Regions from separate parts of the Mustela erminea genome. Here region 2 is linked to region 1. The links are chromatin contacts, called in public Hi-C maps. All regions are on one chromosome and are shown on one strand. Each heading gives the region's core, a stretch centred on a gene start, on an enhancer-like site or on the middle of the called end of the contact. The rest is flanking DNA. Distances are from core to core; before and after follow the strand shown.

What was found. Hi-C and Micro-C count contacts between places; a contact is called where the count stands out from the background.
Region 2: a Hi-C map of fibroblasts shows a contact between it and region 1, with 3 times the contacts expected there. The contact joins the promoter of DCAF17 here to the promoter of TLK1 in region 1. A contact is called at or near these places in 2 of 3 Hi-C or Micro-C datasets (fibroblasts and spleen).

The regions. Positions count from the first base shown.
Region 1 is chr8:66,805,950-66,812,413 of mMusErm1.Pri, reverse strand. TLK1 (serine/threonine-protein kinase tousled-like 1) reads left to right here and starts at 3,570. Exons shown (of 21, transcript XM_032355916.1): 1 at 3,570-4,139. The coding sequence starts at 4,001.
Region 2 is chr8:67,030,208-67,036,671 of mMusErm1.Pri, reverse strand. DCAF17 (DDB1- and CUL4-associated factor 17) reads right to left here and starts at 2,520. Exons shown (of 13, transcript XM_032355923.1): 1 at 2,310-2,520. METTL8 (mRNA N(3)-methylcytidine methyltransferase METTL8) reads left to right here and starts at 1,791. Exons shown (of 10, transcript XM_032355927.1): 1 at 1,791-2,010. The coding sequence starts at 2,002.

The sequences.
Region 1 (6,464 bases), core at 2,321-4,820:
CATGACAGACAACGTCCTTGTCCTCCTAGGCTTTTAGCCAAGGCAGGGAAATGGACAGCAAGGAAATGATGTATGCGCTATGGGAGCAGCCGTATGCTGGTGAGGGAGCCCTGATTTGTAGCTTTTGATGACTTTGGAGTTGTAAAACACTGATTTCAAGCTATCAGTGTGACATCACTGAACTAAGTGATGTACACAGTCTGCTCTCTGGGCCATAGGAACTGGCTCTAGCACCCCACTGTTTGGGGGCATACTTACAAAGGACACCATCCATCCTCTAGGCTCATTTCTGGTTGGTTTGGGGTAAAGGAACTTAGGCATTAATTATTTCCTCATATTTAGAAGGAATCAAATGGTAAGAGGTATAAAGTGTATTGGTTGTTTCTATAGTATTGTCTTGACTTGAAAATATTTTTACTAATATATATATATGTATATATATATATATGGAGTCTAATAAACATAGTTGTAAATTATGACCAGGGTATAGGTTAGGGCTCAGATACTCTCTTTTGTATATGATCTATCAGGAAACCCTTCAAGACCTTTTTATCCTCTATTGTTCCCTCACCTGTATCCCAGTTCACTGATCTTCATCATTCATTCATTCATTCCACAAACACTGATGGAGTCCTTGGTCTGTGCCAAGCATGGTACTTAGGGCTTGAGTCTGTCTTCAAGGAGCACTCAATTCACAGAAGGAACATTTTCCCCAGCTCATCCTGATTGTTTCTGGGCAGGTTTACTGCATTCTCCTTTTACTTACTCAGTTTACTCCTGTGTTCTCATGCTGGCTGTCCCTCTGGGAGTATTTCGCAAAGAACCTTGCCCAAACCCCCCCTTTCAATGATCTTTCCTTGCCTTTTTTTTTTTTTTTTTTTTCCATTTCTCCTTCCCCAGAGTGGCAGGTGTTCCTTGCTCTCTGAATCCGGACTCTCCTGACTGTTTCGTACCTTGTCCTATTGTTCAGGTCATCACTCTAGCCATCCCATCTATCTCTATCAAACAATTTCTGAATCCCTGTATACTAACTGATGTGCAAGATGTGGGAGCCTCTATTCACCCTTGAAGTTTTCATTTATCATAATCATTTCATAAAATTACAGGTTTGTATGATTTTAGTTTTAATTACTTAAAAATGATCCATTTTCCAAGTTTAGAAAATCATCTAATCTCATAGCCCAAGGCTAGCTAGTATTAACTGTTTGGGATATAACCTTGGAGTCATTTGTTATGTATGCTTATACACAAATTGGGGTCATACCTTTTCACTTACTACAGTGTGAACATTTTGTCATCTATTTCAGTATTCTTTGAAAACCTGATTTTAAATGATGGCATGGTATTCCATTTTTAGGTTAAGGCGCCTGGTTGGCGTAAAGATAACTTGAAGCTGTGGAGAAGGCTGGGAGGAAGATAACCTACCATCAAATCTCTTTGGTTGGGTTTTGTTTACTACCATAGAGGAGCTAAGCTCTGTATGAAGTTTAGGCATTGGAAGGCCCTTTAGAGACCACCTAGTGACACTACTCTCTTTTTCACAGGTGAGGAAATTGAATCAGGAGGGATTGTTACCTGCTGAGACTAATTCCCAGCTGTCTTGACTTCCTCTGTTTTGCTCTTTCCTCTGTTTTCCTCTCACCACAATCAGCTAAGCTTAGTCTTAAAATACAGAAAGATCATACATTTACCTACATGTTTTTTAGAGAAACTCTGCTTCCCCTTAGAGTGCATGAATTTGGTATAAAAGTCGAATATTAATATTAAGAGAAAAGAAAGCATATGTCCACACAAACACTTCTACAGGAGGGAAAGTTCACAGTAGCACTATGGGTAATACCCTGAATGTGGCAATTGTTCTTCAGCAGGTGCATGGATCAACCAAGACGGTATATTCATACAATGGAATACTAGGCAATTAAAAAAAATGCAACAATGTAGATGCAACTCAGCTATGTTGAGAAAAAGAAGCTAGACAAGGACAGACTAGATTCCATTTATTTAAATTCTGGAAATTGCAAACTAAGTGACAGAAAGCAGATGTGTGGTTACTTGGGGAAGGGGTTGGAGTGTGAGAGAACATCAACAGGGTAGAGGAAACTGTGGAGACTGATAGACATATTCATTATCTTGACTGTAGAATTGGCTTCATGGTTGTATACACATCAAAACATACATACTGTACACTTTAAATATGTTTATTGTATGTCAGTTACACTTCACAAAAACTGTTTAATTTGTGAGTTCTGCCTTTTAGTTTGAAAAGAACATGACTAAAAACTCACTAAAGAATCTGAAGCATAAGAAACCTAAAATTACTTCTGGAGATAACTGACAACCAAGGTTCTATTCTAGTATGATAGTTTATCTGAACACAACATTACTGTGAGAAATGCAAAGTCATAAAAATAAAAAATAGAAATGACATTTTTGTTCCCCTGGTAATCATACCATTTCCTCCTGTCTATGCAGTTGCTCTATATCATAATCTGTTTAGTGTTCTATTCAATTTTTTTTTTTTTTAGAGAGCAATAACCTTGCTGTATTTTCCCTGAACTATTAGACTGCTCTTTTATGAACAAGATGCCCAATCCCTGGTGTGTCTTACGTGTGTGGGTGTGTAGAAAGCTACACTGTATCTGTAAGTTATAGCAAATGCTGTAATTTTCCTTGGGATTTTCTAGCCGGGACTCAGCAGTGGCATGGAAACAAATTGGAACTTTCTAGAAACCATACCCTCTTCCACAAGATGAACACGGGATAGTTTCCTTAAATATGTGAGTTAATAAAAATTTTCTATTTAGATTGTCAATTTACTGGGGCTTTTTTGTTTTGTTTTAAAGAGCTGCTATACCACACAGAGTACACAACACCAGTAAAGATTCTTTCTTTTGAAAACATTCAAAGTTTTTATTTTCACCCACCTTCGCCCCCAACTTAGTTTCTTAGCTCTTTTATTCGGTAATCACTCCCCATTCTGCAGACGGGGAGACGCACGCAGGTTTTTTTTTTTTTTTTTTTTTGCACGGTACAGAGGGGGAAGAAAGAAGCAACTCTTAACTTCTCAGTTCCATTTTGAGAAATGATCACCTCGAACTCCTGAGAACGACAGCCCGGCGAGAGCAAAAGCATTTCTCCCCAGGCTGGGTCTAGGTCGGGAACCAGGCGCGCTTCCGCGGGAGGTGGGGGCGGGGGAGTCAGGTGGCAGCGGAGCGGGAGCCGGAGCCCGAGCGACGCGGCGGGGGCGCGTGCGGGGTGCGCCTCCCTCCGGCCGGCGCGGGGTGCCGGCCCCCGCGCACGCGAGTCGGCCAGCCCCCGGCTCCCGCGCCGCGCTGCTATCCGCGGGTGCGCCAGGGGCGCCCGGCTCCCGCGTCTCCTCCCTCCCTCGCGCGCTGGCTCCCTCTCCCAACCCCCCCGCCCCCAACCCCTGGCAGGTCCCTCCCCCATGCCTGCTCCCGCGGCCGCCGCCGCCGCCGCTACCGGAGGCGCAGGAGCCTCGCGATAGTGTTTGCACAGGCGGCGCGTGACGCCGCCGCCGCCTGTAACTGATGCAGAGGTTACCCCGCCGCCTCAGCCGCCACCCACCGCCCGCCGCCGCCACCCAGGCGACGCCGGGGGCCGACGCACTGCAGAGGTGCCGGCAGGTTCCGCTCGCGGAAGTCTCCTCAGCCGGCGCAGCCCGCACTCCGCCTGCACTTCGGCGGGCGCCCCCTCGACGCCTCCGCCGCCGCGCGCCTTCCCTCCGCCTCTTCCCCGGCGCACCCGCCTGCTCCCTCGCTTCTCCCCCTTTTCCTCCTCCCCGTCCCCTCTCCTCCCCTCACCTCTTCCCTCCCTACCTCCCCCTTCTCGATTTCCTCTCCCATCCCCTTGACTCTCCCCTCCCAGCCCTCGCTCCCTCGCTCGCCCTCAGCGCGGCCCCCGCCATGACGGAGGCGGGTGCCGGTGCCGTTGCCGCCGCTGCCGTCGCAGGGGGGGAGTCGGGTTCCCAGAAAGTAGCTTGATGAGTGTCCAAAGTAGCAGTGGAAGTTTGGAGGGGCCGCCATCTTGGTCCCAGCTCTCCACGTCTCCAACCCCGGGCTCGGCGGCGGCGGCCAGGTCCCTGCTGAATCACACGCCGCCATCCGGGAGGCCCAGGGAAGGTAAGCGCCGTCGCGCCCGCGCCCGCTTGCGGGCCTCCTCTCCCGCGCCGTAGCCCCCGCGCCCCCCGGGTCTCTTCCCTCGACCCCAGGGTGGGGGATGGTGGCGGGGTGGACGCGAGGCCGCCCGGCTCCGGGGAGGTGGTGCACTGGCTGTGGGTGGTGGTTCGCGGGTGGCGGCGGCGACGGACGAGGGGGTGCGCGCTGGAGGGGACGGGGCGAGGCGCGCAGACTCGTATGGGGTTCCTAAGAGCCAAGACTGCTAGGGTGGGAAGCCTCCCCCCCCCGGACGCCAGCCCCTTTCTGCTCCATTTGCCAGTACACTCAGTACTCTTAACCTCCTGGCCTCCGGTCTCTGGTGGGTTTTCCCTCTGGTTGAAGCATTCATCCTTGAGCCCCCTCCCCTTCCCTCGCGCACTCCTCCCATAGAGGCGGTCCCCGCTCTGCGAGCTTTGCAGCCCGGGACCTGGAGGATGCCCTCGCTAGCAGGGTCCCTGCCCTTTCGGGAGAGTCGCTTAAATTATCAAAGCCGGCTTTGATCCGCTGCCTGGCCCTTTAGAGCAATTTGAACGACAGACTGACTCGTGGGCAGGCTTTTAAAACCACCCCCTCCAGATGGCTGCAACTTTCTCTCCTTCGCCATCACCTCCTGCGTGTTTGTGCGTTATCTCTTTTCTGCAAGTAGACTACTGTTCTCTGACAGGGTCGTGGGTTTTGTGGGAAATACCGGCGTAAAGGTTAATGCAAACACGCACCAGATCGGTTACAATTGTTTTCTAAGTTTTCTGGTTTCTTGCATGCAAGTGTGCTGCCACCAGATGTAGCAGTTACACAGCTAGTAAGACGCAGGAGTGCTTTTTGACTAAAATTTCAACTTACTGTATTTAACTTTAAGTATACGACATAAAATGAAATTTGGGAGAACGCGCATTTATGAGGGAAGAATAAATATGCATTGAATAGCGTTTAACGCTCTTTTGTCTGGGAAAACGTTCAGCGGTATTCATCAGCAATTGGTAAATGGGTTGTTCACTCCCAGTTGTGTCTCACAAGGGGACTGTAGCCACATTTTCAAAAAACGTCTGGAAGTCCAAGAGTGATGAATCCTTCAAAGAAACCAGGAGCTTTGATTTATGTAGGAAATGGTGGGGTTAATTTATTTTTAAAATATCTCTCAATATTTACTACCCAGCCTTGACAATTGTAAATCAAGTGTTTTGTGCTCTGAATCTGGTGGTTCAGGCATAGCATTCTTTGTCATTTTGTTCCTGTGAGCATGTGTGAAAGTGACAATAGGCTCAAAGATTGGCATGAATTTGCTCCAGAAAATTCATGGAAAGGTTTGATTTATGGCATCCATTAAACATGCTGAATGCACCGACAGACATTTTCCCCCTTTTACATCTCACCCTCAACGCTGAGTTCTGATTATTAGAAGATAAAAGTTTATTTATTGACTAATTCAAATTTAGTGCATCTGGCGATTTTTCTTTTTGCACTTGAAAATTTGTAAATGAATGTTTCAAAATCTATTTTGTACATAGAGCAGTTGGTGCTTTTAGCGTGCTTCTATTTTTGTAGTTTCATTAAGATGCTTAATGATAGTGTTATCAGGGGTAGTGTAATGAGTGGTGGTAAGTGATGGTCTTGGAAAAGCCCGTCTTTTTTTAAAGGCTTTATCTTTATTTTTCATTCTTTCGTTTCTCAGATGTTTATTGAGCCATTTCTGTGACCCAGGGACTGTACTAGATACTGAGGACATAGTGTTGAATTGTTCATCTGTAACATCAACTATCACCATTAGTAATTTGGGGCTGCAAAGTCTAGATTGTGAGTTTTTGAGGTTACTTCTACTGTAAAGAAAAACAAACCTTCTGTAAGACAAACCATAAGAAACTTTTTTTTTTTAAAAATTATTTATTTATTTATTTGACAGAGAGAGATCACAAGTAAGCAGAGAGGCAGGCAGAGAGAGAGGAGGAAGCAGGCTCCCTGCTGAGCAGAGAGCCCCATGCGGGACTCGATCCTAGGACTCTGAGATCATGACCTGAGCCGAAGGCAGCGGCCTAACCCACTGAGCCACCCAGGTGCCCCAACCATAAGAAACTCTTAATCTCACAAAACAAACTGAGGGTAGGGAGAGGGTGGTTGGGTTATGGACATAGGGGAAGGTATGTGCTATGGTGAGTGATGTGAAGTGTGTAAGCCTGAGGATTCACAGACCTGTACCCCTGGGGCTACTAATACGTTATATGTTAATAAAAATTAAAAAAAAACTTCTCTACTATTCTTCAGTTTTCCTGATGATTGAAAATTCTTAGGGGTTAG
Region 2 (6,464 bases), core at 1,271-3,770, 230 kb before region 1:
CTTAGTAAAAAGGTCAAGGAAAAGGTGGCAATGGGTTAGAAAAGCAAATGCAGCAAAATGTGGATCACTTTTGAATCTAGGTAATGAGTATAGGGAGGTTCACTTATACTACTCTCTTTGAAGCAAGTTTAAGTTTTTCTCTAAAAACAAACAAGAAAAGGCAAGTACTTCCAAAATAAAACAGGGAGATTCTCTAGGGGTGCCTGGGTGACTCAGGGCATGATCCCAGGGTTGTGGGATTGAGGATTGAGTTCCCTGCTCAGCAGGGAGCCTGCTTCTCTCACTCCTCCCTGCTCCTGCTCTCTCTCTCTTGCTATCTCTCTCTCTCTCAAATAAATAAATAAAAATCTTAAAAAAAAATTACTCTCTAAAGCAGTATCTAATTATTAGATACCTGGCTTCCTTAACTCTGATATCTTTTAAGCATAATAAAACATTATACCATACCCTGAGCAACCCATCATTTTGCCTGCACTCTAAATTCGTTTTAAATTGGTATTTGCAAAGATGAAATCTCTAACTTCGAATTTAACAAGATTTTAAAATTACAACCCATTTTTACCACTTACTCTTATTTTGGGCTAATTTTTTCATTCTTCCTATTTCATTAAGCACCGAAATAGCATGTGGTTCTATAAAAATTAGTCAAGATTAATAGTGAGGTGAATTAAAGCAAAAATGTTCATCAAAAAGATACCTGCTGACACAGCACCGATAATTGTCAAAATATATTCTTCCTCTCTCATAGGCTATAGGTGACTTGGAATGAGTTGTCCACACATTCTTAAATTTAGTACTTTCCTGAAAGACAAGGAATTTTGGTTTAAGGAATAACTCGTAAGTCTCTACCGTGCACCGATTTTAAGTGGGATAGTTAAACCTACAGTATTCAAAGTAATCCTACGTACGTTATTTAAAACATTATGTTCCTATCTTCCTCACTCTGCCCTCACGTGTTAAGCGGGGTGACCAAATTTCTGGAAGATCATTTGCAGGAAGACATAAGAAGCTTAAAAACTAAAAGCATCTGCCGGTTCTAACAGATATTTACTAACTCCCCAGGTTCAGGGCCTGGATTCCCCTGCTCAAGACATGTGATCTTCTTAAAAGAGGGCTCTAATACATAAAAACTGCGCCCCGGGAGGAGGCTTGGCCGCCAGTCGCCCCCTGCCCTTGGCCCCATTCCCAGCCGCCGGCGATCACCTGGCACACCAGCACCCTCAGGATGCCCAGGTTCGTCCTCTGCACCACGCCTGCGTCCCGCGAGAAGAAGCCCAGCGCCCGGCGACTCAGCTGGCGGCACACGTTGGGTTTCTGAGTTGGGCCCATGGAGGCAAGGGCCAGGTGCGGGGTTGGCTGGGCTGAAGAGGGGAGCGCCCCTCGCTCCCGCGCCAGGCAGCGGCCGTTACCTCCGAACCTCCAGGCCCCAACTCCTTGAGGGGCCCAGGAAAAGCGGACACCGGGAGCCGGGCCAGGAGCGCACGGCAGAGGGGCGAGATAACACGGATCCGCACCACCTGAGCGCAGAGTGAAGGAAAAGGCACCCCCCTCCGACCTGCCCCTCAAACACTCTGCAGCTCTGGACCCAGGTGCGGGCAGTGTGACGCCCCCGTAACGCGCGGCCTGCCGGAGCCGTTCGCTCAACAAGAAGTGTAGTTCCCAGAGCCCTTTGAGGGAGCCTGGCTAATCCCCAGAACTACAATTCCCATCAGGCGGCGCGAAGGGAGCTCTTGCGTCGGCCCTGCCTCCAACCAGTCGTGGCCCCGCCCAGCCCGGCCGCGAAGAGGCTGCGCTGTGCGGAGGACACCCCTTTCCGGCTCTGCACGCGGCGCGGGGCAGAGCTCCGGGGGCGCTGTGCTGCCGCCTCCTGGTGTCGGTTTACAGTACGAATTGTGCCGCCCCGGTACCCTCACTCCCCCGACTTTCGTTCTGGGAGGCCCTGGCCGGGTGCCGAGAGGGGCGCTGTATCGAGTGCGACCCCCCTCCCCCAAAGCAGCGTCCATGCTAAAGGTACGCCCCGCGGCTTTCCCCCCAGTCGCACGTTGGACGTTGTGGATGAGGTTGACGGTTAAACATTTTGGGTCTAGGAACATTATGTTATTGAATGATGAGTTAGTGGTGGAAGATGCTTGCATTCCCACCGAACTAGGGTTGAATTACTCTTTTCCAGAGCTCGCCTTTCCGTGGCCTGCGGGGACACAGGCTGGTTTCGCGATAATTATTTTCCTTCCTCTCGCCTCTTCTTCCTCTTTTTTTTTCTTCCCCTTTCCTTCTTTTGGTAATAAAATAGGAAATGTTTACATTCTTACCGGACTAAGATATTCCACGTTGATTCGTCTAAGTAAAAGGTAACTTTGTCAGCGACCCCTGCCTGTAGGATCAAAGTTCCCACGACACTACATTTTCAGTAATCGGTCACTCGGTGTGCCCCATTGCTTTGCGAGCCCCTTGAGGGTGGTGCCTTTGCATCTTCCACGTGGGCTCGGCTCGCCACCTCTCGTTCCTACTTGGGCGAGAGAACGATCGCCTCTGACTGACAGAGCAGAGTACCGTACTGGGTGAGTGCGTTGGGTCACAATTTAAGTGTTGAGTAACAATTTGTCACATCTCTTTTTAACCCTGCCGAATTTCCTTCAGGGTCTGGGCTTTTGCTGATTTTTCATGACTTATTTACAGCATACTGTGGAGTGCTATGTGTATTTTTAGAGCGCGCTATAATAGTTAATTTGGTAATTCATGAATGCAGCTGTCACCGAGAAAACTGGGACCCAGAAACGAGAACTGGATTTTCTTTGGATGGAATGAAATTCAAATCATTGCTGACTTAAATTCATCATCTCTCACTTCTCATTCCCCTTCACCCTCACTTGTTTTGTCTTCCTGTGGTTTTTATCCTACCACCAACTCACCCAGAGGGCTGTCCTCCTGAATACCTTCCTTTCCTCACCCACAACCAGATCTTTTTGACTCTAACTCCTATCCGTCTCCTTTTTATATCACCTAAGTAATTTAGGGCCTCACAATTTTATCACATTATTATATTAAGTATCCTCCTTCTTGCCTTGCTTAAGTACTTGCGATTCCAACCCTCCATGCTGCTGCAGAGTGGTTTTTCTAAAGCACAAATTTGTCATTTTTTCAGTAACATCTTTCAGTGGCTCCCAGAACAGAATTTCTCAAGCCTGAGTCGATACCCAGGATTCTCTATTGTTAACTTAAAATATTTTCAGTATGTTAAATATATGCAAATATAAAACTATATATAAACTCCTTATGTTGTATATCTTATACGACTGTAACTTCCAGTTATAAGTTAAATGAAGCACAATTATAAAACAAATAAATTCAAATGAATACATATTCTTTGTTACCAATGAGACTGTTTTTGCTGGACCTAATAAGCTTCAAAAGCAAATGTTCACTGTTCTCCATAGCATAATTTCCTTAGAAAGGGTCTGTCTTTTTCTTTCTTTAAACCACTGCAAAGCTTTCCTTTATTCAACGTGTCATGATTTTATTTGACCTTCACTTGTCAAACACCATTCTTTACATAAAGTAGTTCCCATTTCTTTCTCATTAACCTGTGCCAGTCACAAATGGTACCAGTTGTTTGCCAGTGCACTGCTGAACACAAAGATGTGAACTGAAATCTTATGACAGTAATCAGTTAAAAGGTGGCCATTCAGATGATCCAGAATATCCTTTTAAAAAATGTTTTTGTTTTTTATTTTAATCAAAGCTGAAAATAAAAGGTTTCTCTAGGAGAAACATGGCCTTGGGGCTACATCTGGGGTCTGTGTAGGTGCCTTATAAGACAAAATCTGAATCTCTTAAAGTAGTATCAGGGCATTGTTATCTGCATCTTGCCCACACTTTCAGCCTTATTTCTTTGCCCATCCTTAACATTTGCTATTGTGGTTCTGAATGTTGCTCACTTGCTTAAGCCAGTGTATCTTTGCATCTCAAAGATACATCTTTGTATCTTTGATGCTTCCTTCCTTTTTTTCTCTTTTCTGTTTATCTCATGACTCATCCCAGGTATCACAGCTCTACTCCGACACTTTTCCTGACCCCTTCACTTTAGTTATGGTCTTGCCTCTTCTAACATGTTACTCTGCATACATTGTTTGCTGCACTATATTAGAATTGTTGTTTGTCTGTTTTCCCAACATATTGTTTTTATTCTCTCTCTCTCTCTCTCTCTCTTTTTTTAAAGGAGGCTCTATTCCCTAGGGGTGCCTGGTTGGCCCAGTGGCTTAAGCCTCTGTCTTCGGCTCAGGTCATAATCTCAGGGTCCTGGGATCCAGCCTGGCATTGGGCTCTCTCCTCAGCAGGGAGCCTGCTTCCCCCTCTCTCTCTGCCCCTCTCTTCCTACTTGTGATCTCTCTTTCTGTCAAATAAATAAATGAAAGCTTTAAAACAAAAAAACCCAGAGTCTCTATTCCCAACATGGGCCTTTAACTCATGACCCCAAGATCAAGAATTACTTGTTCTACTGATTGACCTAGCCAGGTGCCCCCCAACATACTGTTTTTAGAGTAGTCCATTCATTCATTCAACATACATATGCATTGACCACATTTTAGGCTGTATATGAAGGGTGCATATATACGTTGATTAAATGACTATTCTAAGGACAATGTATAGAATCCCTTTATTCTTCAAATCAGTAGGAAACCACAATGTTCATAAGAAGAAATAACTTTTTAAAAACTTAAATCCCCAACAGTTCTACCTATAAAGTAGATATTTTTTCCATTTGTTGACAGTAAATTGGTTTGCACAGATATCCCTAGTTTAGGGTTTGGAAGTACCTTCTCTTTTGAGACATAAAACAAACATTGTTTTTTGTTTTTGTTTTTTCTTTTTCAGTCTGTGCCTTTGTGTTTACAGAATAATTAACCATATTTATCATGATTTTTTAAATGTATTTTTTAATTTTTTTTTTTTTTTTTTTTAAGTAATCTGCTTCCAACATGAGGCTCGAATTCATGTCCCCAAGATCAAGAATCATATGCTCTACGGACTGAGCCAGCCAGGCTCCCCTACCATGATATTTTAAAGATTGAGAAGAAGAGATATGAATTCGAAAGTTAGTAAAATGCTTTTTGTTCATATACTTTGTTTAAAGAAGCATAGTATAACCGAATAAAGCATTCAGGTTATTAAACTTGAACATTTGTTCAGAGATAAACTTGAACCAAAACCACAAGAAGTCATTTAGTCAGCATGTAATTATTTTCATGTACATTATACTGGGAACTATTTTGGCATAGGTCAAACAGTGACAAGGTCCCTACATATGGAGGGAGATAGACAATAAATACCTAGATTTTTAAAATAAGATTTCAGGTAGTGATAAGGGCTGTAATGAAAATAAAACAGGGTGATGTGTTTGATAGAGTGTGTTTGGAAGCTTTGTGTTAGCCAAAGTAGTCACAGAAGGCCTTTGGAGATTGAACTTTTTTTTTTTTTTTTTTTTTTTTAAGAGAATGGACTTTTGAGCTAAGCCCTGAATAATGAGGATGGGCCAGTCTGCAAAAAACTGAGGTTAAAGTAGTCCAGGCAGGAAGATGCTTGAATGTGTCTGCAAGGCAATAACAGCCTTGGTTTTTTCTAAAACTGTCAGGTCAGTGTGGTGCTTTAGTGTGCATGAGAGAGATGAACTTGGAGAAGTAGGCTGGAAGGAATTTTGGATTTTATTCTATTGTAATAGAAAGCCAAAGGAGAATTTGAACAAAGAGAGTGACATGATCTGATTTGTGTTATAATAAAATCTTGATGTCTATAATGTGGAGAATGTACTGTGGGGAGACAAGAATGGAAGCAAGGAAAACAGGTGGCTGTTCATTTGGTTCAGGTAACCAATGATAGTGTTTGGGCTGGAATGGTAGCAGGAGAAATGAAAAGAACTGAACAGATTCAGGATATATTTTGGAAGTAGAGTTGATAAGGCTTCTAGTGTAGTAGATACTAACAATGAAGAAAAGATTCAAGTGAAATCGTATTAAGCAGAACCACAAATAAGCATCCCTAAACTCCTCAGAACAAATGGAAAGCAGGGAACAACTTACAATGTGATGTCTATGAAGCAGTATCTACCTTTTATTAAACTTACACATCAGCTTTTTAGATATTAATGCTAAGGAATGTTAGGATCTGTTCTGTGGTTAGGACATGTGGGAAGAAGGAAATAAAATCAGGTCCCAGTGGGTCAGGAGTCAGAGCATGTGGGACCATGGTAATTTAATGGAAAAATCACTAGTGATAGGACATTCCCTTTAGGAACAAGAATGAAATAGACCATTTAACAGGTAATTGGTATAGTTTAGGTGAGAATCACTTTTGGAAATTTATTTTTAAATTATTGAGGCTTTTGACCACAAGTTTGGTTTTTATGTTTCCTTTTCTCAGTATATTTTCATATTTGTTTGAACATGGAGTACATTCATGCATGTATAAAA